Linked DNA regions of Mus musculus: all the other regions are linked to region 1. Evidence: chromatin contacts called from public promoter capture Hi-C data. All regions are on one chromosome and are shown on one strand. Each heading gives the region's core, a stretch centred on a gene start, on an enhancer-like site or on the middle of the called end of the contact. The rest is flanking DNA. Distances are from core to core; before and after follow the strand shown. Region 1 holds the start of Selenom (selenoprotein M). Region 2 holds the start of Xbp1 (X-box binding protein 1). Region 3 holds the start of Mrps24 (mitochondrial ribosomal protein S24). Region 4 holds the start of Polm (polymerase (DNA directed), mu). Region 5 holds the start of Ankrd36 (ankyrin repeat domain 36).

The links. Promoter capture Hi-C pulls out the DNA fragments that hold promoters and counts their contacts.
Region 2: a contact with region 1 is called in a promoter capture Hi-C map of embryonic stem cells, with 7 times the contacts expected there. The contact joins the promoter of Xbp1 here to the promoter of Selenom in region 1. A contact is called at or near these places in 2 of 39 promoter capture datasets (embryonic stem cells and neutrophils).
Region 3: a promoter capture Hi-C map of liver shows a contact between it and region 1, with 4 times the contacts expected there. The contact joins the promoter of Mrps24 here to the promoter of Selenom in region 1. A contact is called at or near these places in 2 of 39 promoter capture datasets (embryonic stem cells and liver).
Region 4: a promoter capture Hi-C map of embryonic stem cells shows a contact between it and region 1, with 6 times the contacts expected there. The contact joins the promoter of Polm here to the promoter of Selenom in region 1. A contact is called at or near these places in 2 of 39 promoter capture datasets (embryonic stem cells and liver).
Region 5: a promoter capture Hi-C map of embryonic stem cells shows a contact between it and region 1, with 7 times the contacts expected there. The contact joins the promoter of Ankrd36 here to the promoter of Selenom in region 1. A contact is called at or near these places in 2 of 39 promoter capture datasets (embryonic stem cells and liver).

Annotation. Positions count from the first base shown.
Region 1 is chr11:3,513,420-3,516,119 of GRCm38.p6, forward strand. It overlaps Selenom (selenoprotein M), which reads left to right and starts at 1,265. Exons shown (of 5, transcript NM_053267.3): 1 at 1,265-1,654. The coding sequence starts at 1,526.
Region 2 is chr11:5,519,339-5,522,038 of GRCm38.p6, forward strand. It overlaps Xbp1 (X-box binding protein 1), which reads left to right and starts at 1,303. Exons shown (of 6, transcript NM_001271730.1): 1 at 1,303-1,862; 2 at 2,585-2,681. The coding sequence starts at 1,657.
Region 3 is chr11:5,706,257-5,708,956 of GRCm38.p6, forward strand. Mrps24 (mitochondrial ribosomal protein S24) reads right to left here and starts at 1,445. Exons shown (of 4, transcript NM_026080.3): 1 at 1,368-1,445; 2 at 1,231-1,299; 3 at 1,042-1,153. The coding sequence starts at 1,406.
Region 4 is chr11:5,836,631-5,839,330 of GRCm38.p6, forward strand. Polm (polymerase (DNA directed), mu) reads right to left here and starts at 1,386. Exons shown (of 11, transcript NM_017401.2): 1 at 931-1,386. The coding sequence starts at 1,121.
Region 5 is chr11:5,568,434-5,571,133 of GRCm38.p6, forward strand. Ankrd36 (ankyrin repeat domain 36) reads left to right here and starts at 1,251. Exons shown (of 27, transcript NM_023816.3): 1 at 1,251-1,696; 2 at 2,624-2,700. The coding sequence starts at 1,494. It overlaps Gm39573 (a long non-coding RNA gene), which reads right to left and starts at 685. Exons shown (of 3, transcript XR_872233.1): 1 at 426-685; 2 at 1-296.

The DNA of each region.
Region 1 (2,700 bases), core at 15-2,514:
AAGCCCAGAAAGGTAAAAATACCTTGGATCACAAGCAGCGTTGGCTCAGTGTTGACAAGGTTCTCTGAATCCTGTGGGAAAGGGCACAGCGTGTTCTTGCTGTCTGCCAGGGATTGGTTCCAGGGCACACTTCCATACCAAAACTCGAAATATGAGGATGCTCAAATCCATAGATAAAATGGCTTAGTATTTTCCTAAAGCCCGTGTGGCCTGATCTTGTACTTTCTATCATTTCTAGATAATTTATAACACCTAATACAATACAGATGCTATAAATAGTTGTAATGCTCTATTGGTTGGAATAACAACAAGAAAAGAGTCTGTACATGTTCAGTACAGAGGCAGTTTTTACTTCCTAATATTTCCAACTTGAGACTGGTTAAATCCAGGGTGACAAAAAACTGATTGTACTTGCTGTGTCTGCTGAAGGCATGAGGACATGGAGTGCCACCTGTTTCCTCCTTGGTCCAGGGAGATGATCCACAGAGGTGTTTGGGGCTCAAATCCAGATCTATGAATTGGCCTATTTTACATTTCTGAAACAGTTCCTAATCTGCAAAACGGAGTTCATTGCTGGAGGGGGCCGTTGTGATGAGGAAGGGGAAGAGCTAATAATGGAAGGTAACACAGCCAGAGTCTGTCCTAATCACCCTGCCCTCAGGAGGTTGAGTGAAGAGTATTGCTTTGAGTTCAAGGACAGTAGGAGATTGGTGTGTACCATCTCTGACCAGATACTGTTCTAATGAGATGCATTGTGTATATTAACCCTCCCAGCCTTTTCTAGGTAAAAAAGGATAGGTAGTATTCCTTTGTAAGAATTTATATTTATTATTATTATTATATGTGTGTGTGCACCGCGTGTGCCTGTACAGGCACGGACATGCCATGGTGAGCGGTTGGGGACGCCTGTGGAGGACAGAGCACAACTTGTGGGAATTGCTGTTTTTCTTTCACTTTTTTTTAGGTTTCAGGGATAAAACTCAGGAGTCAGGCTGTCATAACAAGCGCTTTTACCCTCTGAGCTTTCTTGAGCGGGGCGTAGGTAATGGTCCTCGCTTACAACGTGTGCTTTGGGGAATTGAAGCTTTGATCGGAATTTCGTTCAAAGACATCAAAAGCGTATAAAGGAGATCTCCTAGGTTCCTGCTTCCTTATCTTAACTCTCTGACCCAGAAATCCTTGTGTCCATCTGCGAACCTCCTGCGCCCTCTGGTGACGCGAAGTAGTGCTGTCTCCTGGCATCCTGCGGGAGCGTTTCACACTTAGTGGGCAAATGCAATATGGAGATTGTGAGAACTGGGAACATGAAGTCTGGAGGACCAGAGAGTAGCTGAGACAGGGATGGGGGTTAGTGGGAGGCAACCACCCGATTTGGGTGGGATGTCAGTGGGGCTGTTTCTAGCTCTGGGGGCGTGGTTTATGGCTGGGCGGAGCTTTTGGCTTGGGCGGGGCCAGCTTGCGGGCCAGACGTGGCGCAGCGGCCGAGTTTGGGTGCAGCCTGCGGAACGTCTCCTGCCAGGCACAGATGAGCATCCTACTGTCGCCGCCGTCGCTGCTGCTGCTTCTTGCAGCCCTTGTGGCTCCAGCCACCTCCACCACCAACTACCGACCGGATTGGAACCGTCTTCGAGGCCTGGCCAGGGGGCGGGTGGAGGTGAGTGCGCCTTTTCCCAACCTTAGTACGACAGTTCCACAACCTTGCTGCCCCTTATCCCAAGAATATAGTCCGGCCTCAGGAATACCAGAATTCCCGAAACACCCCCCCCCCCTTTCCCTCCTGCACGGCCCGGGAATCATTCCTTTTATTTCCCAGCCGCATGATGAACAGCATCTACTGTGGAAGTAAGAAGTCTCGTCCTTGTGGCCTGGCACTCTGAACCCTTGCCTCTGCTCCAGGCTTGGCCCTACCGTGGGTCTCTGGCTATAATTTTTTGAAAACTGGCCCCTTAGAACCCACCTTCTCTAAGGATAACCTCACCTTTCCCCATTATTTCTCCCCCCACCCAGACTTAGTGCCTGGCATTCCAGAATCTCTTTTCTTCTGGTGGGGAGAAAAGACCTAAGCTCCTCCCCTCACTGTACTCTGCTGGAGCTGGAGGAGAGGATAGGGAAATGAGATACCAACAGTCCACAGCCACCCTGGACCACCACCACCTGCCGGCCAAAGGACTCCCCTGGAGTCTTCCTAAGTGATTCCTATGTTTGCAGACTCTTCATGGGCCTTAGCTGGTTTATTTTTAATTTAAAAAAAAATTAACAAAAGGAAGTGTAAGGGAGGCCTGAAATAGGGAGGTCTGGACTTCCTGTTGGGCTGCGGCCTCCCATCAGGAATAGAGAAGGACCATCCATACTCCCAAGTTAGGGAAGATCAGCCAGATGGTTCCTGAAGCTGAACCACAGGTGGCTGGCAGGGCTGCCTCTGCATGGGGTGGGGTAGGGACCAGATGGCAGGTGCCTCTAACAGGGCCCTTAGGGTAGTTCTGAGCTGTTCCCTTCTAGTCTGACTTTCGTCTCAAGGGCCAAAGGCCAGGGTTAGAATTCTACCGACAACAGGGAGAATGCCGTAACCCATGTCTCCTGGGCATTGGTCAGCTATCAATAACATGCAGACAGGGACCCATGGCTGGTTTCTCTCCCTCATTCTTTACCTGTGGCTCTAGGCCTGAGCTTCCCAACCTGTACAGAGGTCTTCTTGCTCAC
Region 2 (2,700 bases), core at 53-2,552, 2.0 Mb after region 1:
GGGGGTCAAGGATGCCCCAAGGAGACATACAGAGTCAACTAACCTGGGACCATGGGGGCTCACAGAGCCTGGGCCACTGACAAGGAAACCTACAGGAGCTGAACTTATCCCCCCCACCCCCATCTGTAGCAAACGTGCAGCCTGGTCTGTATGTGGGTCCCCTAACAAGTGGAGTGGAGCTATCTTGGTCTCTGTTCCCTGCCATTGGATCCCCTCCGCCTCCCTGGACTGCCTGGTTGGGCCTCAATGGGAGATGTTGTACCTAGTCCTGCTGAGACTAGATGTCCCAGGGTAGGGTGGTATCAAAGAGGTATTCTCTAAGGAGAAGGGGAGGGAGCAATGGGGGGGGGGGATTTGTAAGGGTGGGACTAGGAAGAGGGGGCTATGATTGGGATATAAAGTGAATAAAAAATAAATTATTGGAAATAGGAAAAGGAAAAAAAATACTAATGTAGGGGTGGCTGTGTAGGTGAAAAACGCCCAGCACCCAGGTGAAAGGTTGGCAAGGCTGAGCCTGATCGTAACCCCAGTGGCAGAGAGCAGAGACAAGCAGACCATGGAGGTGTAATGGCCAGCCAGCATAGCCTCAGGGGCAAGCTTCAAGTGCACTGACTCTTATAAGGCGGAAAGCAATAGAAGAGTACACTCTCCCCCACCCCATCCCATCCCCTGAAACCTATTTCCACCCCCTCCTCACTCCCATTCCCTAATGAAAGGAATACTAAAGTCTGGAGGTATATATAGCTCAGTGGTATCTCTAGTTCCACAGTAAAGGGGAATAGTGGAGTGCTAGAGCATTAGGTTCTGGGGTCTGGCTCCAGCACAGCAAAACAAAGACAACAGTGATAAAAGCTCATACCAGAAGAGATCAGAAATAAGAAGAAAAACGAAACCACATGTATTCTCACTATGCAGACTTTATTTACTAATCCCTTACTACATGCTAGCCAAGGCTCTAGTGTTTTCTTTTAAAGTTATTAATTTATATCAATTAATTTATATGAAATAGGGTTTGATCTATAGCCCCAGCTGGCCTAGCTAGACCTCCCTATGTAGCCCAGGCTGCTCTCAAACTGGCAATAAAGTGCTGAGATTACAAGTGAGTACTACCCTGCTACATTTAGTTTTGCAATCATCTCATTTTCTAAAGACTCATTTTGTGAAAATTTCCCAGGTGTGTGTGTGTGTCCGCTAACCCTAAGCCGGATATGCCACCAGTTCAATTTTCTGCTGTACTGGGAAGTGGGGGGGGGGGGGGGACGGGACGGGGGACGTAGCGCCGGACATTAAAATGGGGTCGGGCTAGGGTAAAACCGTGAGACTCGGTCTGGAAATCTGGCCTGAGAGGACAGCCTGGCAATCCTCAGCCGGGGTGGGGACGTCTGCCGAAGATCCTTGGACTCCAGCAACCAGTGGTCGCCACCGTCCATCCACCCTAAGGCCCAGTTTGCACGGCGGAGAACAGCTGTGCAGCCACGCTGGACACTCACCCCGCCCGAGTTGAGCCCGCCCCCGGGACTACAGGACCAATAAGTGATGAATATACCCGCGCGTCACGGAGCACCGGCCAATCGCGGACGGCCACGACCCTAGAAAGGCTGGGCGCGGCAGGAGGCCACGGGGCGGTGGCGGCGCTGGCGTAGACGTTTCCTGGCTATGGTGGTGGTGGCAGCGGCGCCGAGCGCGGCCACGGCGGCCCCCAAAGTGCTACTCTTATCTGGCCAGCCCGCCTCCGGCGGCCGGGCGCTGCCGCTCATGGTACCCGGTCCGCGGGCAGCAGGGTCGGAGGCGAGCGGGACACCGCAGGCTCGCAAGCGGCAGCGGCTCACGCACCTGAGCCCGGAGGAGAAAGCGCTGCGGAGGTGGGCCCGGCGGGCAAGGCTGGGGCGCGGGGCGGCAGGACTGGGATTGGGACTCTCTCGTGTGTGCCAGCTGGTGGGCTCCGTACGGTGGGTTAGATTCACCTCTAGTGTCTAACCTGGGAAGCGGAGCTGAGGGGGATGCCCCTCCGAAGGTCTGCGTCGGGGGTGTGTGCAGGAGCTCCCGACACAGGCACAGAAGAAGGTGCCCGACGCCCAGTCCTCTGTAAATGCTCGCTCTTTGTGGTCGTAGGGTAGGAACCGCTCCAGCTGTCATTGCAGCCACTTGGGAACCCCACCCTGGGAACCGAGTCCACAGCGTCCGGCATCCCGAGAGTTTGGCTTGGGGAGGGACAGTTGGTAGCGTCCCCGCCGCCTTCACGGATATCGCTCTAGCAAGGAGCCTGTGGGACGGAATTGGACCCAGAAAGTAGCGGGGGAGGAGGGAAGAAGCATATGACGCAACGGGAATGTATCAGCCCGGTGGTAAAATGAGATCCGGGTGGACAGCCGCACGGGAGAGAATCAAGCAAGTCTTCAAGGCCTGTGGATAGAAAGCAGCGTGTGTATGCGTGTGCGTGTGCGTTTTGATAGGAGCTTTAAGCGTGTTTACTTGCTAAGCCTTATTCTGTAAAGTCAACGAAAGCACCAGCTGGCCACGTCTACAAATGAAGACACATGAAAGCTGGAGATGACTCAGTTATGTTCCCTGTCTCCTCCCCAAGGAAACTGAAAAACAGAGTAGCAGCGCAGACTGCTCGAGATAGAAAGAAAGCCCGGATGAGCGAGCTGGAGCAGCAAGTGGTGGATTTGGAAGAAGAGGTAAAGGGACTTCAGGCCA
Region 3 (2,700 bases), core at 195-2,694, 2.2 Mb after region 1:
TATACTCGCAGCACTGAGAAAAATGAGGCTGGCGTGTGAGAGTTCCAGCGCAGCCTGAGGTACACTGCCACACTCTCTTAAAGATGGTTCAGCAGGCAAGGGTGCTTGCTTGATCCCTGGGGCCCCATATGGTAGGAGAGGGCTGACTCAGACAAACTGAACACATCCATACATATACACACACAACATGCATACTGAAATGGAAATGAACAAGAAAAATACAAAATAGGAAGTAGGGGGAGAAAAAAAAAGCCTAAAAATACGGGTTCTGTGAGCCATGAAGACTGTAGCACATTCCTGCAGTTTTGTACTTGGGTGAACACCGCATTACATAGGGCACACTCTTCCAGGTCTAGGATCCTATGTAGACTTCACTACCGCATCGCCTCCGGGCTATTACACATCTGTAAATTATGGCTTGCCAAAAAAGCACTGTCAAACCTTGTTTGTAAGCATGCAAATACTGTTCTATGGAGGCTCAAATGAGACTTTAGCAAGAAATATTCAAATTCCTTTCAATATGCAAGAATTCCTTTCTTTCACCATCCTAATATGCCCATCACTCATATGTTCTGTTGTCGGTAACATGTACAGTGTGTGTGCAGGCTTGCTCCCTTGACAGACGCATGGAGAAGACCAGGGGTTAACAGCCAATGTTTTTCCTCTATCACTATTTGCTGCTCGTTTATTTTCTAGCAAAACAGCTGCTCTTCCAAGACTGGCTGGCCAGTGACCCCCAAGAACCAAATATCTCCTTCACCCTCACACCCCTTGAGCTGTGGCACCAAGTGCTCATTTAGGAGCTAGGCTGCACCCTCATGCTAGAGCGGCACAGCATTTAGCAATCTTTCCAGTCCCCTAACTAAATGTGACAGGGTCTCAGTAAGTAACCTTACCTGGCCTTAAACTCAAGATCGGCCTCCCGAGCGCGTTCGCCGTCACGCCCGGCCTCCCACCCAAAAGTTCGGCTCTTTGCCTTGAAGAGTACGTTCAAGAGTGACCCGTGCCACCAGGGTGGCAGTCCTTCCCAGGCGCCCTCACCTGTGTGCAGCGACAGCCAGCCCTTTCGGTGTGCGATGTAGTGCGGGGCGTGCGCCTCCTCGTAGCTCACCGGCTTGTTCCCCTTGGCCACGCGGACTCGCGCCGCCCGATTCTAGGAGCGAAGGTGCGGTCACGGGGAGACCCAGCCCAGCCGCCCTCGCGGCCCCCAGACCCGGCCGCCGCACTCACCTTGGCGCAGACCGCGGAGGTGTGCAGGGTGCGCCAGGCGCCAGGCAGCTCCCGGCTGCAGGCCAGCACCTGCGGAGAGGCGGGGAGTGAGCGGACACCGGATGGCGCCCCAGCCCTCCCGCCCGCGGCCCACTCACCCGCTGCCCTAGCCCGCGCACCGACGCGGACCACGCCATCTTGGGCCGGCGCGACCCGGGACGCGTCAGTGCGCAGCCGCAGGAAGGCGGGGCCTCAGAGCAGGAACTAACGGGAACACGGGCGGGGGCGGGGCGTGGCGAGGGAGAGGGCGTGGCGTGGGTCGGAGTGTGGGACGTCCTGCAATTTTCCTGATACTGTCAGCTAGTCCTTGGTCGGACCTGGTGTTGGGTTTTAAATGCGAAAATTTGGTGATATAAAACTGAGGTGTGGGGCTGGTGAGATGGCTCAGTGGGTTAGAGCACCCGACTGCTCTTCCGAAGGTCCAGAGTTCAAATCCCAGCAACCACATGGTGGCTCACAACCATCCCTAACGAGATCTGACTCCCTCTTCTGGAGTGTCTGAAGACAGCTACAATGTACTTACATATAATAAATAAATAAATCTTTAAAAAAAAAAAAAAAAAAAAAAAAAAAAAACAAAACTGAGGTGTAGCTGGACATGGTGGCGCACGCCTTTAATCCCCGCACTCGGGTGGCCGAGGCAGGTGGGTCTCTGAATTCCAGCCTAGTCCGGTCTACAAAGCGAGTTCCTGGAGAGTCTGAGTTACAGAGAGAAACCCGTTCTGGCAAAACAGAACAAACAAACAAAAGCCATGAAGTTTTTATCCTCATAGAGAGGTGGTAGAAACAGCTTCAATGTCCTCTAGAGAATTGAAGAGAAAACGCGCCGGCCCTCAGGCCCCGCTGTTCCGTGCTTGTGCTCCTACCTGAGACCGCGTACTCTCCAGGAATATCCAATATGACAGCGTCAGCCTCCTTTGGGCTGGGAATAGTCATTTGCCTTCATGCTGAGCAGATCCCAGAAAAGGGGTTGCTGGGTTGGCTCCTAATCATTTAAAGTAAAGAGGCAGTGTGTTGAGGGTCTATTTCTGCGGTGGAGCCACCCAAGGAAGAAAATTTTAAATGGCAAGGAAATTTATGAGGCTAGAGCAATGTCGTTGTAATTATTATTGAGTAATTATTAATGGCAAGGGGGGAATAGAATCGTGAAGAACTCACTCTACTAAAGAAAGCACATGGACTCTAGAGTCTGACTCTCATTATAACAAAATATTGAATGAAGGGATTTTTTGTTTTGCTTTGGTTTTTTGTTTTGGGGGACTGTTTTGTTTTGTTTGTTTTTGTTTTTGAGACAAGGGCTCTCTGTGTAACAAATTCTGGACTCAATTTATAGACCAGGCTGGCCTCAAAGTCACAAAGATCCACCTTTTCTGCCTCTGAAGTGCTGGGATGAGGGGTGTGCCACCACACCTGGCTGGGAACTCCTTCAAA
Region 4 (2,700 bases), core at 136-2,635, 2.3 Mb after region 1:
GTTTAGAGACTTGCTTTGTAGGCCAGGCTAGCCTGGAACTCTAGTACCCTTGTACCAGGACTACAGGTTGGCATACCATTCTGCTAAGATTTTAAGACACAAGAATTTTGCCCTATTTATTCAAACCCCAGTAGGCAGACTCTTGTTGTATGTACTTGGAAAGCATCGTATTTATATTTCCTTTACACTGGGAAAATCCAATGCAGGCCACCTTGTCAGGCTGTGGTAAGAATGTAGAGCCACACGAAATCCAAATTGTTATCTCTACTCTTTTAAGTGTAGTCTTGAGCCGGGCGTGGTGGCGCACGTCTTTAATCCCAGCACTTGGAAGGCAGAGGCAGGCAAATTTCTGAGTTCGAGGCCAGCCTGGTCTACAGAGTGAGTTCCAGGACAGCCAGGGCTACACAGAGAAACCCTGTCTCGAAAAAAAACAAAACAAACAAACAAAAAGAATGTTTCATTTGTGGAGGGAGGAGTTAGTTGCAAACAAACTAGCCAGCTACACGGGCACAGGCTCCTTTAGTCTCCTCAATCTCAGTTACTCCACTGCCCTGGGCATTTTCTCTACTGGAGCTAGTTGGTGACGTCTGCAAACTCAGGACATCTTTGACCGCTGGCTCATTGGAGGGAATGCAGCTAGCAAATATTTCTCACTAACCATTCTTTCTTTTATAGCTCTTTAAGAAGCCTCTGACTCGATGGCATCCTTTCAAAAAGAGGAACTCCGGGTTGGAGACCGTACCGCAACCGCGAAGTACCGAGGCTGGCTTGGAACCCAAAGCCGCAGGTGCTGCTTGCTGTCACAGCTGCGCGCCAGCTCCCGCCCTGGGCCACAGTAAGTCCCTACCCTGGGGTGACGGGCACAATTACACCAGCTCCCGGAGGGGGATGGCATCCCACCACCATCGGGGCCTCCCGGGAGCCGCACACCTGTAAGCATCTAGGACGCGGAAGCCTTTGGACCGCGCCAGGCGGGTGAGGAAGGCCCGGCGGCTGCGGCCCATTCGCGGCTCCGCAAGGTAGATGGCCACATCCGGGAAGCGCACCACCGAGGGCGGCGTGGAAGAGGCTACCGCGCTGTGTGGGGACCCAGCTCGCACTCGCCGTCGCTTCGGAAGCATCTGGGCACCAACTCTGGAAGCACAGGAAGCCGCAGAACGAAGGAAGGCAGGGTCATGAAAGAAGGCGGAAGGAGGAGAGAGGAAGTGGTGTCTGCTCTATGCAAACGAGACGCCCTCTAGGATGCTTTTGGCTTCCCATCGGAAGCCCCAGTTCTATGCAAATAACGCCCGAGGATTCTTATTTGAACTACTCTCATAGAAAGCCCCAGTGGTTTCCCAGACCTTAGAGTAGCCTGGGCCCGTAGGCGGGGCTTCGCCTCGTACTGGGCGGGCACTTTTCTCCTCTCGGGGGCGGAGTCTCGGCCTCTCTTCCTCGCCCCCGAGGGCGGGGTCTCAGGTTATCCTGGCCATATGAGAAGTCCTGGATAACCCTCCACTGCCTCTGCTGGTGACAGAGCGCCCACGCCACTTCCCCTGGGTATGCAGAGGGGAACGGAGTTTGAGTAGTATACATGTGAGCTGGTGGAGGGTGAAAACGTTTTCCAATGTAACGAACAGCATTGGGACAGCTGGCGTTCCATTTGGAAAGTTAAGTCTGCAACCCTATAGGTTGGAACAATAATATGAACTAACCAGTACTCCCAGATCTCATGTCTCTAGCTGCATATGTAGCGGAAGATGGCTTAGTCGGCCATCATTGGGAAGAGAGGCCCCTTGGTCTTGCAAACTTTATATGCCTCAGTACAGGGGAACACCAGGGCCAAGAAGTGGGAGTGAGTGGGTAGGGGAACAGGGCGGGGGAGGGTATAGGGGACTTTCGGGATAGCATTTGAAATGTAAAGTAAGAAAACACCTAATAAAAAATTGGGGAAAAAAAAAAAAAGACTAGATCCCAGTGGAAGTGAACAGAAATGGTTTCTATGTGCCCTTTTTCCCCGATTGAAGAAAAATAATTCCAGTGGCTCTTCATCTGGAACAGCATTATTTATGGATTTTATAGATTAAACTTATTAAAATTCCTTTATAGTTACATTAGGAAGGATTTTGAGTCCTGATTGATACCCTTTGTTCAGTTATTTCACTGGATCTTTTGTCAGAAATGTTCCTATGCCCCATTATGCCATAGTCAAAAAAAAAAAAAAAAAATTGGCCCCCTTACAAACTGCTTAACATTAAGCAGATCTCAGACGGATCAGCAATCATTTAAATCCGAAAAAGAAACCAAAGCTATATTAGTGACACTCGATTTTTTTTAATTTTTAAAAATATTTATTAGATGTATTTATTTTTATTTTCTGTGTCTTCGTGTTTTACTTGCATGTGTAGCTGTACCCCACGTACATGTTTGGTGCCGTCGAGTGAGAATGTTTCAGATCCTTGGAACTTGAGTTAAGAACATTTGTGAGCCGCTGCCCCTGTGAATGCTGGGAATCTAACTCAGGTCCTCAGCAGGAACAAGTGCTCTTAACCAATAAGTCATCTCTCTAGCCCCTTAAAAAAATTTTTTTTTAATTATGTGCTTAATTGTTTTGCCTGAATGCATGCATGTACACCACGTGTATGCCTGGTGCGGGCAGAGATCTTGAACTGCAGTTAAAGATGGCTGGGAACTGAACCTGGGCTCTCTGCAAGAGCAGCA
Region 5 (2,700 bases), core at 1-2,500, 2.1 Mb after region 1:
ATGGTGGGGCTAGTGGTCAGGTCTGGATCTCTTCCTCTGAGGCTCCTTCACAGTGTTAATGCAGGCTACTTCACCACTGCTCATCTCTTGGGTCTTTCTTTGTGAAGCAGGGCAGATGCAGAGCGGGGTGGGTGTTACATTCTCTACTTCGACCCTCCTGGGCACCGTTGATTTTTGGGTAACAGCATGGATGATCTGCATGGTCTGGAGCTAGGGGTAGCAGTGAATTTGGATCCTGCTTCTGTCGTCGATGGCACCTAGGAAGTGTGAGACAGGGCCCAGGCAGACGATGGGATCTGGAGGGGAGATTGCAAGTGGAAGGCAAATACACAGTAAAGAATACAGAATGTGGAGAAGATATTAGCCAAAAACTAGGGCAGAGAATTAGAGATTCAGTCAAATCCTGGCTGGAAACTGCTACTCACCAGTAGTATACATGAGGAGTTGGTGTGTGGTGGCCAGAAAGATGGGAGAAATGTAGAACCAGGAGGAGGGGGAGAGGGAGAGGGAGGACCAGGACAATGGGGCAAGGCTATGACACAGGATCCAGCTGCCTAAAGTGTCATTCTAACATAAATGGAAAGAGATTTCTGAGACAACAGTCAATCAAAAGGTAAAGTTTGAAATATTACACAGTGATCCAAATAAACCCTGAAGATTTAAAGAGGAAAAAACATCGAGCAGAGACCATGCTGAGGAGCAAATAAGTGGGCGAGAGGCAGCAGACGCATGATCTCATTTTATCTGGACAGTGTGCAGCTCCCTCCACACCAGCACGCACACCACCACAAATACTGTCACCGTCTACGAAACCACTAATGCAGCATTCTATTATTGCAATTGCTAGTCTCTGGGAGCGGGGGTAGGGGTGTGTGTAAACATATGGAGATTCTGAGATTTCTTCGTTTGCTTGCTTGCTTGTTAGGAAAGGGTCCTACTACGGTCACCCAGTCTGGCTGGGCATGCAAGATGATGCTGGCCTCAAGTTCGAATTCTGAGGAAGGTTTTCTTGGAGACTAGACTTTAGAGGCCTGTAGATCTATCTAAAGGGAGTTATGTTTCAAGACTGAGTAGGCCTTAAGCATCGGGACCATCTGCCTAGTGGTGCACACGTTTGATGCTTGAAGGCACAGTTGCTCTTGAGCCTCACATGCGTGCTGAGCACTGTTGGCTACGTGCTTTGATTGGTTGCCTGGGGAGTGGGGGGTGGGTCTCTGGAGCACGTGCACACGGTGTTGCTGGGCAACGACAGTCCTGCCAACTGCCTAAGAGGTGGAGGGATGCTAAACCTTGGGGCTCTTTTGTGGGCGCATCCTGGCGAGATTCTGAGACTTGGTTGGCTCTCTTTTGGGACTGGCTGGCGGTGGCTAAGACTGGGACTTGAAAGAACTGGTTTGCTGTGAGCACCGAGGTTGTTACTGGGAGGGAGGAAGGCGTTATAAACACTGAGTTTTGGAGGGGTAGAGATAGGGTGAAGGGCCACAGTCTGAGCCATGAAGAAGATCTTCAAGGGTCACTCGCCTTGGGGCTTTCTGAGCTTTAGGCATGCTGAGAACCAAGAACCTCCCAGGTACCTCACTGGGTACATGCCTGTGAAAAGGATCCACAAAGCTGCAAGCGTGGGGGACATACCCCAAGTGCAGAAGATGCTCGAATTTGGGGATATTGACGTGAACGTTACAGACCGGAAGAAAAGGTTAGAGGGTGCGGGGTGGGAGCTGGGAGGTGGCCCAGAACAGGGGTAAATGAGTGGCAGCAGGGCCTAAGGAGAGGAAACTGATCTTGGCCTCGGGAGTGGAGAAGGGAGGCTAAGGCCTGCTTTAACAGGAGGTGCTAGCCTTTCTTCCTACCACAGGTGCCTCAGCATCTGAAACCCTGGATGGGTCCAGAGCCCAGACACTCTTCATGAGAAGCAAATAAAAAACTAAACTCATTTAGTTTAGTCGGTTTCCAAACCCCATATAATTCTGTTTTTAGAAGACTCTTGACAATTTAAATGTGATTTCTCCTGCACATGGAAAAAGTTAATAATGCGATGGGTCCTAAGGAAGTTCATTCAATAAAATTCCATATTCTTTTTATTTCACGGTAACGGAGGACTATAAGTTATTTATTGAGGGACCTTACACGGAGGCTGGAGTGTCAGCAGGGCTTCACGTCCAGTTATTCAGGGTAGCCATCTTTATTAACCAATGCTGATTCATCCATTAGTTCGCCTGGCCCTGAAGTGGGCTAGTTTGATTAGCATCCATCTTCATTACATAGTACGTGAAGCTCCAAAGTTCCCACAGGTGCTCCATTAGCTTCGGTTGCTTCCTTGATGCAGAAGCAGATGGTCCACTGGTGGCCTTCACATCTTAAGAGACCATCAAAGCCTTGGAGCTTGCCAATGTGGTCCCTAGTTCAGGACGACCGCAGTCAACAACACGTTCCCAATCTTCCTTTGCAAATTTTCCCGTGTCTCTTGCAATGCCCTCTCCTTCGGGGTCCTCCATGTTTAACTGCTCTTTCTTAGCACTGCTAAATAGAAAAAAGAATGTCAAAACCGGCTATTCTGCTTCCGAAAAGTGTGAGCTGCCTCCTCACATTGCACAGTAGCCCTCAGGCGCACTCTCTCTCCCAGGACTGCTCTTCACTACGCCTGTGCTCACGGCCAGTCAGAAATGGTGAGCCTCTTGCTGTGGTATGACTGCAACATCG